Regions from separate parts of the Callithrix jacchus genome. Here region 2 is linked to region 1. A link is a contact called in public Hi-C data. All regions are on one chromosome and are shown on one strand. The core of a region is the stretch at or near the end of the contact, and the rest is flanking DNA. Distances in the headings are between cores, read along the strand shown. Region 1 holds the start of HDDC2 (HD domain containing 2). Region 2 holds the start of HEY2 (hes related family bHLH transcription factor with YRPW motif 2).

The links. Hi-C and Micro-C count contacts between places; a contact is called where the count stands out from the background.
Region 2: a contact with region 1 is called in a Hi-C map of skeletal muscle, with 2.6 times the contacts expected there. The contact joins the promoter of HEY2 here to the promoter of HDDC2 in region 1. A contact is called at or near these places in 3 of 3 Hi-C or Micro-C datasets (induced pluripotent stem cells and skeletal muscle).

The regions. Positions count from the first base shown.
Region 1 is chr4:131,898,340-131,903,488 of calJac240_pri, forward strand. HDDC2 (HD domain containing 2) reads right to left here and starts at 2,706. Exons shown (of 7, transcript XR_013534909.1): 1 at 2,580-2,706; 2 at 1,299-1,420.
Region 2 is chr4:132,330,855-132,336,003 of calJac240_pri, forward strand. It overlaps HEY2 (hes related family bHLH transcription factor with YRPW motif 2), which reads left to right and starts at 1,988. Exons shown (of 5, transcript XM_008994992.4): 1 at 1,988-2,391; 2 at 4,160-4,238; 3 at 4,363-4,446. The coding sequence starts at 4,215.

The DNA.
Region 1 (5,149 bases), core at 1,456-3,955:
ATATAAAAATTAGCCAGGTGTGGTGGCACACACCTGTAATCCCAGCTACTCAGGAGGCTGACTGAGGCAGGAAAATCACTTGAACTTGGGAGGTGGAGGTAGCAGTGGGCCAACATGACACCACTGTACTCTAGCCTGAGTAACAGAGCAAGGCTCTGTTTCAAAAAAAAAATCATATTTGACAACTTTCATGTTCCTGACACGTGAATCATTCAGTAAGTGGTTATGATTATTAGTGATTAATCAATACTGGTTGTGATAGTCATTATCAAAACAGGAAGTTAAGTAATGAGAGAAATGCCCCATATGGACAGTCTCCTTTGGGCTCTAAAACTACCAAAGCAGTACAAGGCCCAACAGTGTCCTCTGAAATTTCCCTGCCTCTAGTCTCTTTCTGGTCCAGTTCGAATCCCAAACTACTCCAAACTGCACCTCTATTGGACTTCACTTTCATCCTGTACTATTTGCCAAAAACCTCCTCAGTTTCATACCACACGCTGAGTAACAGGACTCCTGAGTTTTCCCCAGTGAACCATTTGCTGCAGTCAAGTTGATTTATTTCTCATTTGAAAAATACTCCTTTACTTTCCTATACTCAGGGCTTTGCTTTATCTGCCCTTCTCTCTGCTTGCAGTGCCTTCTACCTCTCTGCCTATATTAACTCTTTAGAGCTCAACTCAGATTGCACCTCCTCCATTAAGATGAACCAAGAACAGGTGATCTCCCCTACTCTTTGTACTTACTGTTTCCATCATACTTTATGTTTCACTTCATATAGAAGGTACTTTGGGCCTGTGTAATTCACCTTACTCTCTAATATGCTAGTAAACTTTTGTTCTATGCTCAAAAAGCATTTTAACACTTGTTGATTGAAGGGGGAGAGGATACCTCTTTCTCAGCTATATCTTACACATACAACTCCAGAAAGAAATCTCAAGAATGGATTCTACTATCCACAAAAGGCACTAGAAAAGAGCACATAGTGTACTAATACAATGCTAGAATTTTAGACATAACACACTCACCTTCAAGGCCCCAGTATCACTCTCAAGTTTCCTCTGATACCCAAGGCAGGCTCTATCACTTGCCAACAGAAAACCCAGATTGCAGTTTACAACTGAGGCAATCAACAATGAGCTCCTCTTCCCACATCCTAAATTTGTATGGTTTGCTTCAAATTCATTTTTCTTGACCTATAAACTAACCTACAAGGATTTGACACGGGCCTCAGTGGTAAAAATGGGTGTACACCCATAGACCAGAATCCCTCATGAGCATCAAAATCCAGCTCAGCTTACCGGTCTTTGTTAAGACGGTCATCTTTGATCACCATAGCCATAATTGCCATCCGGTACATGTGATCTGACACGCTCTCTGGCCTCTGGACATTTCTGTATACCCAGCCAGTCCGTGGGACTCTCTGATAAATACGAAAAAGAAAAAGAAGGTTTAAGAAACCAATGTTAACTATCGGTTATGCTCTTCAAGAGATGTCCAGGATATAACACACAGAGGCCGAGTCATAGCTTCAGAACCTATTACAAAATGTTTTACTAAACTAAAATGATAGATCTCTGGAATCAAATAAACTAGAGAACTCAGAATAAAAGAAGGAGAAGACAGAGCGAGGTAAGTCACAAAGTCCATTCATCAAATTACTGTTACTGGTGTATAATTATGGAACACATGTAAGTCCTTTAAACAAAACAAAACTGCATTATTCCTAACTACAGGAGTTGCAGCTTTTTGCCTTCAAACAATCCTATACAAGCAGAAAACACTGTGTTAAAGGCTCGAACTTGAACGAGTGATACAATTCCAAATTCTGATGCACAAGGTATAAAGGCACTTCTCATTACGTGTTGAGTCACGACTCCTTCTCATTGCTTGATGCTACCAACAGTTGTGACTCTTCCTTTTATTCACATCATAACTTGATCTTGTGAAGCTGCATTTCTTCCTCAGAATTCTACATCTCTAAAGAATGTTATAAATAGTAGAGTGGCATGAAACAGATAATTTGCTTTGAACTTGGGAGAGAGACGTGGAAGACACACATGATGAAACTCCAGTGTGTTATGTTAAATCCTGTTTGGGGAGTTGGCGGGGGGAGAAAAGTCTTGTTTTGGGATGTAACTGTGAAACAGAGGTAAAGCACTCGACTTAAAATCTGTTCTTCCGACTGGTGCTCAGAAGCAGCCATGCTCTACACGCACACACACGCACACGCACACGCACACGCACACGCACACGCACGCAAGCGCTCAGCACAGGCCGGCCCAGGCCAGCTGCTCTCCGGGAACCAGCCGGGCTGCGTGGCGGCCCTAGCGGCTCCGGGGTCTGGGCTCAAACTCCGCGCGGCCCCATCCCCGCCCTGCCTCCCCTCCGGCTTCTTCCTCCGCCCACCGTCCAGTATGGGCGTCCCAGACGCCTCCGCAAGGCCGGCGCCTTTCCCAAATTCGGCATGGCGGGACGGCGCGGAACTGGGAAAGGCCGCGGGCCGAGCTGGGAGCCGGAAGCTGCGCCGCCTCACTGTCCCGCCTGCTCGGCCGCGGCCTCCCGGCCCGCTGCCCGCTCACCTTGAGCTGCCCCATCAGCCGCAGGAACTGCAGCAGTGAACGAGCCCCGTGGCCTGAGAAGCCCGCAGAGGAGACCGAAGCCATACGGCCACGGATCCCGGCTGGGAAGAGCAGGCCGTGGCGAAGCTCCTCCCCTCCCTTCTCCTCCCCCTTGTTTTCCTTCCCGCTCTTCTTCCCCTTCTTCCCCTTTCTCCTCCCCTTCTTCTTCCTTCTGACCCTCTTCCTTCTCCCCTTTCCAACTCCCTCCTCTTCCTCTTTCTCCTCCCCTACTTCCGCTTTCCCCTCTTCCCCCTTCCTCTCCCCCCCTCTTTTTCCTCTGGTTCCTTCTCCCCCTCCTTCACTTTCTCACGGTTTTCTCAGGCCCTTCTGTCCAATCTTCACCTTCCTGGCCTTGGTGACTGCTGGTTAGGCATTGCTCCACCAGCGGTGGACACTTTGCTTGGCACATACTGGACACTTCCTTTCTAAATTTATGAACCTCATTATTCTTCAGTTGACAGTGTAAAACCATGAAACTAGATGAGGTCACCAGGCAAGAGAGTGTGAATGAAGAAGAAAAGACATCCAAGGGCTCAACCCCAACATTTAGACTTTGGGAGATGGAGAGGGAGCAGCTAGTGAGGCAGGAAGAGGATTAAGAGATAAGTGTGTCTTGGAAGCCATGTAGAAAAAAAAAATTCAAAAAGGAAGGAATATGGTCAACCAAGTCTATTTGACGTCAGATAAGGACCAAGATTTGACTTCCAGACTTAGTAAATTTTATATTATGGGTGACTCTGACAAAAGCGGTTTTCAGTGTAGTGGGCAAGCAGAACCTAGTAAGATAATTTTCAAGAAAATAGGAGCAAGTATTTCGACACATTGGAGATGGGATTGGGTGATGTTAACTAGTGGAGAGATTGTTTAAAAACAGGAGATACTGTGTATGTTTATTTACCGATGGAGGTGATCTAGTAGAAAGGGAAGCATTGACTATATAAGAGACAAAGGAGAGAAATATTTGAATGTCAGCCTTGAGTAAGGAAAAATAGTTCCTATCTAGTGTACAAGATAAAACATTGGCTTTAGATAGGAATATGGAGACTTCATTTAGCTGTCAGAGGAGGACAGAATAAATGGTGACTAATAATCAGTCACAGATGTGGTTATGGGAGGTTGTAGAAGTTCTTTTTTGATTGCTTCTATTTTCTCACCAAATTAGGAAGCAAAGTAGAGGCTGGGATGTTATAGTAATAAGTAACCGCCTTATTTCCTGTATCTCAGCAGTTTAACACATCAAAGGTTTATTTCTCTCTCATGCTAAGTGTCTGTTGCAGATCAGTTAGAGGATGCTGCTTGCTCCAACTTCACTCAGGGAGTTGGGAGGCTTTCTTTGCCCCTCTTTTGCCAAAATTGGGAAAAAGAAAAGTGGCACTCTGGTTCTTAAAGCCTGTCTCTGGAAGTGATATATGACCTTTTGTCTACATATCATTGGCAAAATAAGTAACACTGCCACATCTAACGTCAAAGGGGTCCTGTGGAGGCCTCTGGGAAGAAAGGAGGCTAGAATATTTGTGAATAGAGGAGGAGGCATTTGAGGTTTAAGGAGTGATATGGTTCGGCTCTGTGACCCCACAAATATCACGTCAAATGTAATCCTCAAAGTTGGAGGAAGGGCCTGGTGGGAGGTGAGTGGATTATGGTGGCTGACTTTCCCCTTGCTGTTCTTGTGATAGTGAGTGAGTTCTCTAGTGATCTGGTTGTTTAATAGGGTGTAGCACTTCCCCACTTTGCTCTCTTTCTCTTCCGCTCCGCCATGTGAAGACAATGCCTGCTTCCCTTTTACCTTTCACCATGATTTTAAGTTTCTGCAGCCGTGCTTCCTGTACAGCCAATGAAATCTCTTTTATTTATAAATTACCTAGTCTCAGATAGTTCTTTATAGCAATGCGAGAGTGGATTAATATATGGAGAAAGAAGGCATGAAATAGTTTTTTTGAAGACTGGTTCAGCAAAACATTAAATATGACTAAGAACCAAATAAATGCCAAGGACATTGGGGCTTGTATTAAACATGGTTAGGAAAATGAGCTGGAAGCCATTTTTATGATGGTAAGTGGTGCTAAATAAAGATCAAGCCAGGTGTGGTGGTTTGTGCCTTTATCCCAGCTACTCAGGAGGCTTAGATGGGAGGATCACTTGAGCCCAGGAGTTTGAAACTGCAGTGGTTTATGATCACTCCAGCTTGGGAAACAGAATATGTCTCTAAAACATTACAAATTTTTTAAAAATGGAAGAATCAAGGGTTAAAAAGAAGGAAAAAGAATCAGAGGCAAAGTCAGTCAGATCCACTGGAGTAATACAAAAGCAAATGAACAAAAAGATCCAGGAGAATATGGAAGATGAGGGTGCTGGATTTGCAGAAGATTGTAATGAGGGGCTTTCTAGAGATTGGTGCCATGAAGCAATGGAGCTGCAAGCTAGCTGGTGAATGTGCAGTGCAGCCCTTACAGTTGCTTCTAAGCAGCCTTATTTTCTTTTGCCAACAATGCCTTGATTTCCTTTGAGCTCCTCCTGATTCATGCAGGCTA
Region 2 (5,149 bases), core at 738-3,237, 430 kb after region 1:
GTAGGCATTTGCATTCAGAAAAACGCGCAGCTCTCACGGTAAGTTGTGACCGTCGAGCTCGCCAGAGGCGCGTTCACCAGTGGCCGGGACGTACTGGCCCACTGCGGCTGGGCAGGGACGTGGTAGGCGACCGGCGCGCGTCAGGCTCGTCACCGCTGGATTGCGGGGTCGGAGCGTGGACTGCGTCGGGGTGCTGGCCCGCTCTGCTCCGCGCAGCGTGCTCAGGCCGCCCTAGTGCAGCCGACCTAAGGCCCTGAACCCCGCGCCGACCCAGTTCCTGCCCTGAGGCCGACAGGAGAGCTGGGGTTCACCGAGCCCCGCGGCCCCGCCGCTGGGCGCGAACCCCATCTAGCCCCACCCGGTCCCGCGGAGTGTGTGCTTTGCCCAGGGTTAAGTTTCAGAAGCCGGGATGTAACGATTCACACGGTTATTGAAGGCATGGCGGTGGGGATCGCGCAAAAGAGATTTGAGTGTGTGGGGAAGGGGGGGTTGTGTTCCAATAAGGGCCTAGCACTCTGGCCGCAGGTCCTCCACTCTCCCCTGGTCCAAACCCTGCCAGGGTCCTGTCTTTTCCAGTAACGTCCTTTCCTCTTCTCCCCGCCCCACTCAGGGCTTCTGTGGACAGAGAACGGAGTGTCAAAGGGACGCCCTGGGCCGATCCCCAGGAAAGTATTAATCCCCGTGACAGAGGGTTGTGGGGATCGATAGACGCCCTTTCTCAGAGGCTGTCTCTTCACTGCGGACCAAGCGGCCCCGCTAACGTGTGAAGCCGCCGCCCGTCCCCCGGCACCGCCGCGCCGGAGCGGGCGAGCGGACCCCGGCGTCCCCGGTTGGGTCTCGCTCAATGCCTTCCCCCGCAGCTTCACAGCCAGGTGGCGGGTTCAAAAGTCCTACAGAACGTGGAGAGAACCTGCAGCCGGAAAACATGTTTTGAACGCACAGCTCGAGTTTTACACAACGCACGTTGTCCGAGGCACGAACTGCTGGACACGAATTCAAACTTTAGAAACCAAATTTAATGTCCAAGGGCCAATCCTCACTTCCCAGATTCTTAACTCTGCGGCTGCGAGTACACCCACCAGGGGCACTCGAAGGAGAATCGAGGCAATTTTCTGGATAATCCACGCCCGAAAAACTCGAACTGGAAAATCTACTACGATTATGTCCTGAAACACCCGCGTCATTGCTCTAGTCCTTCCTACCATCAGAGCTGACACAGCTCCAGTCCAACGGACTCCTCGGGGTCTAGGATCCACAGTCCCTGGGGGCCGAAGACCCAATGGAAGTAACTGATGGATCGCAAACTAGAAATCACAGCGTGGCGGACCGACCTGATCGGAAAAACTCGCGACCTCACAAGAAACAGCCCGGAGGCCGCGGAAGTAGCCTCGGGAGTTGTCAGACGGAAAAGCAATTTTGATTTAAAGTTTTCAAAAGCCCCAGAGGGCAAATGTGACCGCTTGGGTCAGCCAGTCAGCAGTTTCGGTCCAGACTGGACCACCGAGTGGGGCGGCCGGAGGAGCCGCGGCGCCTCCCGACGTCACACGCGCCCGCTCACACTCAGCCACGCGCTCGGGGTTATTCTTTACACTCAGGCTGAAACTTCGCCCGCAACACCGCGGGGCGCGGAGGAGGGCTGCAACCCGAGGTCCAGGACCCGCCCCTCACCGGCCCGCCCCCGCAGCGCCCGCGTTGGCGCTCGCGCGCTACCCCAGCAGGCGTTAGCAAGACCGCGCTCACGCTCTCCCCGGCCGCTCCCGCCCTCGCGCAGCGCCGGGGTCCCAGGTCCGCGGCCGAGTTCCCACGCCTCAGCCCGAGCCTCGCGGCGGGCCTGGGCGAGCGCAGCCCCGCCCCGTGGCCCAGCCAATCGCGGGCCACGCCGACCAGTGAGGGGGCGGTGCCGGGCGGGCGGCCGGGGCTGGAGCGCGGGGGCGGGGGAGGTGGCCCCACCCGCGCGAGGGGCGTGGCCGGCGCCGGCTCTTGCGGCAGAGCAGAGTTGCGGCGTGGGAAAGAGCTGCTAGGAGCCGACCCCGCCGCCGCCGGAGACGCGCCTGCCCAGGCCGGGGGAGGGAGGAGGCGGGCGCGAGGGTGTTGCGCCTTGCTCGGCGTTTGAGCTTCCGGCTGGGCTGCGCCCCGCGCAGTCTTCGCCGGGATGAAGCGCCCCTGCGACGAGACGACCTCGGAGAGCGACATGGACGAGACCATCGACGTTGGGAGCGAGAACAATTACTCGGGGTGAGCGCGGGCTCGGCGGGAGCGGCCACAGAGCTCGGGGGCGTCGGGAAACTGTGCACGCGTGGCCCCCTGGAAATCCCGAGGCTACTCTGAGCAGCACCTGGGCGGAGAAGGAAAGTTTTGCCCGATAAAGTTTGAGTGGTGGGCGCTCAGAGAGTGAGTTGGGATGGGGCAAGGGATGTGGATTTTCACCGTAGGGGTGGAGTGGCCTGGATGGGAGATGGCACTGAAAAGCAGAGCGCCGGAGTTGGCGAGGGAGGGTCCTGGCTGTCAGAGTTGGACGCGCGAACCTCAAAGTCCTGGCGACAGGCGGTGCCCCAGCCACTGAAACCGTATTTGGGTGCACTTTCGAAATAAATCAGGAGAAAATAAAAGCAATTTGATTTTTAATTTTTAGAGATACCGAAATCACGACTTGATTTTTGGAGGAATTAGAGCAACCTGTGATTTCAAGACTAAGTGGGTTGAGCTTTGCAGGTTGACTGTGTGACTTGGCTAACCCAAGAGTGAGTGACAGATGTAAGGATCGGAAAGGGCATCATCATTTCTTTGACTGCTTGTTCTCAAGTCTGGAAGAGATCGGTGTCGTAATCACAGAAGCCAGACCTCCACTTTCCTGTGACAGAGGGAGATTACCGAGGCATTTTAGAGCCAAGGCAGGTCAAATGATAATTGCTTCTAATTGGCATCCCCAGAAGCACCTTAATTATTTATCTGCAGCTGTCACTCAAAGAGGGACATTCTTCCTACCTTTGGAAAACTGGTTTTCTTTCATATTGTTATTCCAATACCTACAAAGCAAAGCCTGAAATCTGTAAGAGCAAAGATATTTACATGAAACCAACGGTTCAAGTATCTGATTATTAAAGTGTTCTTGTGCCATCTTTAAAAATGAGGTCTGAAAAACAGAAGCTCCCACATGAAAGGTGAAACCCATAAAGAAGGGGTGAAAATGAGGGGGACAGGTAATTCAGAAATAAGATCCAGAAGTGAGAAGGTGAGGTAATAGCAACCTGGTGCGTGTTGCATTGCTAGAATGAAAGAGAACAAATAACAGGAACCTGGGGAATTTGAGAACACAAAGAAGCACAGTATCCATGAATTATGAAGAGAAACAGATAAAAACTAGAAAGGATTATAAAAATTTTGTGACCAAATAATACTCTGATTGAACTTTCAATATAAAAATACCTTTTCATTAGTAAATCCAAGGTAAATTGCGGCTTCTAGAGATTTAAGCGGAGTCTGAACGCTGAGACACACCAACAGTTTCATTTTCGAAGTAAAACATTCACCTAGTAATAAAATGAGTTTTAATTTTCCTATCAGTGGCATATTTAGACTTGATTAGTATGCAAAACATCAAGTTTGTCCATTTTTTCCTGTTGCAATATATGACCAACTGAAGTTTGGAAACTGTAAGATAACTTCTATTTATTTTAAAGTCTGCACCTAGGGACAAGAGTTTGATGTCTGACGACTGCCCATCTGTTTGATAGCGGTGCTTAATATAACCTTGATTCGAAAAAGTGTCATTACTTTGTGCAGTGTGCTTGACAGGAGGGAGAAGGGAAGCTATTTGAGGAGATTAGCTGACTGTAAAATATATATGAGTGGAACTAAGAAGTGCTAATATCTAACTTCTGACCCTAAATGCCCATAATTATTTTGCTGGGAGACTCAAATAAAAATTCTGGGACATTTTGGCCAATGGGTTAGCATCTGGATTACCCATTTTTTAAAACGGCGTAATTAAAGACAATGAGCTGAAAGCAAAATGTTAAGCGTGAAGCAGAACTAAGAATAAAATAAGGCAGATTTGAACTGTGGAATCATTCTGAATATTTAATGGGCACCACCAAGTACCCAGAAGAAACTATTGTTATGTTAATGCAGCACCTGACATACTCTTCTTATTTCATAGACAAAGTACTAGCTCTGTAATTAGATTGAATTCTCCAACAACAGCATCTCAGATTATGGCAAGAAAGAAAAGGAGAGGGGTATGTGATTTTTCCTCTTTTTTATTTCATGTAACTCATACTAGTGTGTAACAGTTATATTTTTCCATTTGAGTAATTTTATTTGTGAATTCATAAACTTTTGTTGTTTGCTTCTTTTGGATAGATTATAGAGAAAAGGCGTCGGGATCGAATAAATAACAGTTTATCTGAGTTGAGAAGACTTGTCCCAACTGCTTTTGAAAAACAAGTAAGCTAGCCCCTCCAGGAACTCCCCCAAGCCCTCTCCAAAAAAGCTCAAACAATCTGATTCGCTCATCTGGGAATGTGGGTTCTTGTTAAAGCTCATTAAAATAATGGTGTGTGTGCCCTGATCTGGCACAGAGCAGCTGTTTCAATAAAATGCTTTGTTGTGGCAAAACTATTAAAAACATAATCCATCGTGAACTTGAAAAACATTTCCATTCTTTAGCTTATTTTCCCCTTAAGGGTAACAGTGTTCATGCTTTCTCTGTTCCTTCTATGAATACCACTAGTGGTTTTATTTAAAACTGTGCTGTTCTTCAAAAAAAAAAAAAAAGAAACATCATTTTTTCTCAAAATGTTTCTAAAAAGTAATCTTTTTAATTAGAAAATAATCAGAGCCTAAGAAATAATATCTCTAGCTCTATTTCCTAAATAATAATACTAACAAAATGTATTTATCAAGCCATTTGTTTTCATTTTTAATCCCTTGGTTGGTAGAACCCTGTTTGATTTGGGGCATCTTTCTAGAAGTTTGGCAAAAACGGAATTAGTCATAAATGCCCCTTTTCATAGTTCAAGTATTCCTTCCCCCCCCCCCAAAAAAAAGAAAGAAAAGAAAAGATTTTGCACACTTAGAAAAGTAGAAAGCCAAATGTTTAAATCTTCTTTTGTGGTTTTAGAAAAGTCATGGCTCCTCTCCCCCCATC